Regions from separate parts of the Ovis canadensis genome. Here region 2 is linked to region 1. The links are chromatin contacts, called in public Hi-C maps. All regions are on one chromosome and are shown on one strand. The core of a region is the stretch at or near the end of the contact, and the rest is flanking DNA. Distances in the headings are between cores, read along the strand shown. Region 1 overlaps MAP3K20 (mitogen-activated protein kinase kinase kinase 20). Region 2 holds the start of MAP3K20 (mitogen-activated protein kinase kinase kinase 20).

Evidence for each region. A called contact is a pair of places that touch in the nucleus more often than the background predicts.
Region 2: a contact with region 1 is called in a Hi-C map of lung, with 4 times the contacts expected there. The contact joins the promoter of MAP3K20 here to the enhancer-like site in region 1. A contact is called at or near these places in 2 of 2 Hi-C or Micro-C datasets (fibroblasts and lung).

Annotation. Positions count from the first base shown.
Region 1 is chr2:142,062,004-142,064,703 of ARS-UI_OviCan_v2, forward strand. MAP3K20 (mitogen-activated protein kinase kinase kinase 20) reads right to left here. Exons shown (of 20, transcript XM_069577192.1): 10 at 1,958-2,064. Among named protein-coding and RNA genes, the nearest start is that of TRNAE-CUC, 86 kb to the left of the region's middle. Within about 2 kb of position 1,393, the one cell type or tissue checked has open chromatin away from gene starts, as enhancers often do. A contact at or near this core is called in fibroblasts, where this site is marked.
Region 2 is chr2:142,175,548-142,178,247 of ARS-UI_OviCan_v2, forward strand. It overlaps MAP3K20 (mitogen-activated protein kinase kinase kinase 20), which reads right to left and starts at 1,321. Exons shown (of 20, transcript XM_069577192.1): 1 at 1,037-1,321.

The sequences.
Region 1 (2,700 bases), core at 143-2,642:
ATTTTAATACAGAAAACTTACCAACTTCTCCCCTATTTTCTGGTTGTGTTGACATACTTTACAGGCTCCCTAGCTCATGGATATTAATAGTAGTATTAAAATCCTACTAATCCTTTGGCTAACAGATCAAACAGCAGTTCCTCAGGGAATCCCTTTATTAAACCCTCAGACTAGATCAGATTTCATGGTTTTATAGTCTCAGACATCCAGGACTGTCCTGTCCTAATATTTATCAAAACAGTAATGAGAAAGTTATTTGTATATCTGTATTTAGTAATCTAATATTAAACCCCAAGTGCACTGTTACTGTTCTGTTCATCACCAGAGCCCACACCTAAAGAACTTTTCGCAAAGGTTTAATGAATATCTGAATGAACGAATACAAGAGCACATCTATCAAAGCAAACAAATCAACTGACATGTTTCTATCCTCCTGTGTAATATGGCGACGTCTTTCAATATTATTGCTACTATGGCATTTCCTTCTCCAAGTATTTGCTGAGCAACCGCAGTGTTCAAGACAGGTTCTAGATACTGCAGTTACAGCGATGAACAGAAGAGATGATCTGACCCTCTTACATGTTAGCCAGCAAGACACACGCCATTATTAAACAACAGCCTGCAGACCTGCTTATTAACTTCAACACAGGGTGTGAAGGAGATGCTCTCAGGGCACATAAAGCGGAACCTCAGTGGCTCTGGGGTCAGGACACACCTGCTTGAAGGAGAGCTGTTTTCAGCCACTATCTGAAACAATATGATCAGAGCCAAGTTGGGTCTGGGCATCAGGGCTGGTATGCTGCTGAAATGGGATGAATTTCATACAGAAGAAACTGCATTTGAAAGGATTCTGTGTGAGGGAGAAATCGACACATGTTGAAGGACCAAAGCCAAAAATTAAGGGGTAGAATGACACTCAAGATAAAGCAAGAGCACAGAGGGTGTCATGAATCTTGTGCTTTGGCCTTTGTCCTAGAGTTATGGGAGCTCCTTATACTGATTTAAGGGAAGTGATCTGATTAGATGTGTACTGTAGGAAACAAATATTACTAACATGTTTTGTTTATTTTTTGAGCCCAGAACAAAGTCCCTCATACCTAGACTCTAGCAAACAGTATTACTTTTATATTACTAAGTAAAAATTCATTTTAACTCACCGGTCCTAGAGATTCTCCAAGAATAAAAAGTAAAGAAGGTTATTGTAAAACACCAAACAGAAAGCCCAAAGAAATGTGCAATCACAGGACTAAACAACTCCGTCATTTTTGAGCGCCTGTAGTATTCATTTGCTATCGGCAGGTGGCGTGAGGCGTCATGTTACTACCCATAGCTATCAAGAGCAGGGGTGAGTTACTTAAATCTCTGCTGAGTCAGGGAGAAATAATGTCAGAGCCCAAACATGCTATTTATATTGTACATCACGTGACCTGGCTCCAGTGTCTCATCTCTGGCTTAGTTCTTCCCCTCACACAATACAATTCTCTCATTACTTAGCTTGTTTACATTTGACAAAATGTAATAGGATTTATAACATTGAAAGTTTTATTTTAAAAGTGTTTTTACAGTCTCCCTACCCCTCCCATCAACAGAAAAAGTACTCTGCCTATTTCCAACCAGACAGTATTTTGATTTCTCACTGCACAGAGGCTAACGTTTCCTAACAGGGAGTGTACACAGAAGGAGTGTCTGCTAACCGCCTTTTGTCTCAGAAGATACTGCTTCAATATTCTTCCTAAATACTTAGATATATGATAAAGCAACACGCTTAGAGGAACACTGTTTGCTTACATGTGAGAGGGAGAGCTTATTCAATCTCCAAATTTTTTTAACACAAAAAAGCCCCAGTTTCTAAGAGATTGGGACTGTCACCCAGTTCCCAGGTGCTCGTGCTGTCCGAAGCCAGTCGCCCACAACCCCCTGGAGCCAGCTGATGTGACCTGGGGTGGGAGGCCCCTACCTCCATTCTGCTTTGTTGTGCAGGAATGAGTTACACTGGTCAGAAAGCTTCGAATCGAGTGACATGGACTCCAGGATTGAAATGATTTGCTTGAAAGAAGGCCGTTTCTGAAGGAGAAAAAAATAATCACTTGTTGGGACTTAGGAAAGTAGATCTTTAAGAAAAAATCCACAAGCATAGCAATACGGTCAAATCACCATAACAAAATAAGATATGCTGGAATATCCTGATTTTGTTCTTTCACAACTGTCGCACTGCATAGGAACCATACTTATTTTCAATCAATTATTCATAATAGGCTCAGATGTCATTTTTCTATTGTGTTGTCTAAGGTTGGAATGATTACAGTATTTTTCCAGGTTAGGTAAGAACTAATTAGTTCTCTTTGAGGTATGTTTAAAGACTCCTGAAAGGAAACAGTTTAGTCTTTTAAAAAGTCATCTATGTGATAAAGCAAGCATAGTGAAAGTTAACGGTAGGGTCTGGGTGATAGGGGTCTTCCTAGGTGGTGCTGGCGGTAAAGAACATGTCCGCCAATGCAGGAGACATAGAGACATGGGTTTGATCCCTGGGTCAGGAAGATCCCCTAGAGAAGGGCATGGCAACCCACTCCAGTATTCTTGCCTGGAGAACCCCATGGACAGAGGAGCCTGGTGGGCTACAGTCCACAGTGTTGCAAAGAGTCGGACACGAATGAAACGGCTTAGCATGCACGCATGCACAGTGGGTGATAGGTATACCAG
Region 2 (2,700 bases), core at 71-2,570, 110 kb after region 1:
AATGGTGTTGCTTTCATTATTAAAGAAAGTAAGAAAAATAGTAATTAAGTTTCCCTATGAACAGTGCTTATGCAAGACCCAGAGGCGCATCAGAAACGAACATTTTCAGCACTCTAACAACGATTGCCCCGTTCAGTAAGCAACTCGATGTCCTCTGGTCAGTTTTGTGTTAAAGTTTGTCTGCAAGCTGTCAGGAGCCAACGCGGCTTGGCGGCCGCCTCAGCCTTTACCCCCAGGCCTGGTGCACTTTCCCGGGCCCAGGAATCCGAGACGCCAGCGGGTCGGCAAAGGGGCCACCCTGGCGCCCGCGGGAGGCTCGGGGGCCCCTCGAAGTGCGGGAGGGCGCGGGCTCCACGCTCACGGCGCAGGGCTGGCGCGGTCGCCCTGGGCGGGATGCGAGCTCCTGGGCCGGCTGGCAGGAAAGCAGAAGTTAGTGGGCTCTCCTCGCCCGCGAACACCTCCGCCGGGAAGCGGCCTGCACCCTGCGCTGATTTGGGAGACTCGCGCCTCGCCTCGCGAGAGACGCTCGGGTCACCGCCGGCGAGGCCGGCGCTCTGGCGTCCGGGGAGGGAAGGCGGCGACCCGGAGGCGCCGCACGGCTGGCCGAGACGGCCGGAGACGCCCCGGCTGCGCCCCGCTCTTCCGGGCGCCAACTTCTGCGTCGGATCCGCGCGAACTTCCCGAGCCGCTCCCGGCTGCGCAAGGCCGCGGGAGCCCGGGACGCCGGCTCCGGATCGACCGCGGCAGGGCCTGGGCCCGCGACGCCGGGACGAGTCGCGATCGCGATGGGCCTGCCCCCCACCCTCTCCCCCGCGGCCTCCGGCCCGGCCCCTTACCTGGCTCCCAGGCCGGGCGCGAGCAAGAGCCGGGGGCGCCGAGGCCCCGCGCGCGGCGAGGGCAGGGACGGCCACCGGGGTTCGAGGGGACGGCTGCCCGCGGCGCGGCTCCCACGCTTCCGCCCGAGTCAGGAGTTGAACATTCCGCCTCTCCGCCCCGCGCCAATGAGGAAGACAGCCACGGCAACAGCACCACCTACCTCCGAGCGCGGAACCGCCGGGCCTCCCTGCAGGCGTCCCGCACGCACGCCCGGCTGGCCGCCCCGCAGACGCGCCAGACAGCCAGGCGGGGGAGGGCGCTCCGGCTCCCGGGCTGGCCCCCTAGGGCACCTTGCGTCCCGCGCCCTGGAACCCTGCCAGGCCGCCGCAGGCTTCACACGGCACCCCATACTGTGGGGGCGCGGGGAGAGGGGGTATGTCTCTGCGCCCCTTTGTGCCTTCACATCTTTGCACTCAACCCATCCTTATCCATAAACATTTACTATGAAAAAAGCGCTGGGATACAAAGACGAGGGAGGTTGCCTCGTGCGGGCCAGAAGTTAATTATCCACTTGGGAAGAGGACCGACGTGTACAGATATTTCTAGGGAGATAGGGCTGAAAGCTGCTTCAATGAAATTATCAGTAGATAACCTGCGTAATTTTGAGGAGGGGTCCTGGTCTGTTCCCCTGGTTGCTGACGTTAGCGAAGCCGATTTCAGATGAAACTAGAATGCATTCCAGGGGTGAGTAAAGGGTGGAAACCAGCACAGGGGAGAGAAGTTACGATCAGTGAGGAGGATGGTTCTATGAAGCAAACGGGAGACTAGGTTCCAAAGATACGGGCAGCACAATCCAGGGCTCACTGAGTTTGAGTTTTATCATCTATGGACACAGAGGAACTGGGGAAAGTTAAGACTCCAAGGAATGAAATAGCTTTTGTGGGTTGTTTTTTTTTTTTTAATGGTGATTTCTAGCAGTCCACAGTAGATGCAGGATGGGTTGCTAGGGCAAAACCAGGAAGCAGCATATGGTGACCACCTGGTTATGAGGTTATCAGGACTTGGCGCATACAGAATAGAATTAGAAAAGAAGAAACGGACTTGAGAGACATGTTTCAGGAAGAAGCCACAAGAACTGGTGATCCACTAGAAGTGAAAAGAAGAAAAAGTCAGAGATGATGCCAAGATTTCAGACCTGGGTGACTGGAAGAATGATGGTGTCATTGACAAAAATAGAGATAAGCAGACTAGGAGCTGGCTTTCTGTTGAGTTTGAGGTCATGGGAGGAAAAACCAGTAGAGATGCCACAGTTGAAACGGGAAACCGATTCAGAAAAGTGGTCGGGAGGGAAATACAAAATTTCTAAACCATTCATATAGTTAAAAATACCAAAGAGGAGATATGAGTGAAAAAAAAAACCCACTTTCTAGTCTGTGATTCAGATTAATTATTTGAATTTTCCCTTTGATTAAGAACTGGAAATTTTAGCATTGATAGATTGATTCTATTTGGGGAACTGAAAATTAGGATTAGTGAAAACTGTCATGCTAAAAATGAAAAACAAAACTCTGGTATAGGTAATCAAAGAATTCCATAAACCATCTAACCATTAAAGGGAAAACTAAGGCTCTTTAGCACAGACCTAGGTATGGAGTGTGGAGAGGGCAATGGCAACCCACTCCAGTGCTCTTTTTTTGTTGTTGTTCAAATTTTATTTTATTTTTTATTTTATTTTATTTTTTCACTTTACGATATTGTATTGGTTTTGCCATACATCAACATGAATCCGCCACGGGTGTATAGTGTTCCAAACCCTGAACCCCCCTCCCACCTCCTGCCCCATACCATCTCTCTGGGTCATCCCAGTACATCAGCCCCAAGCAT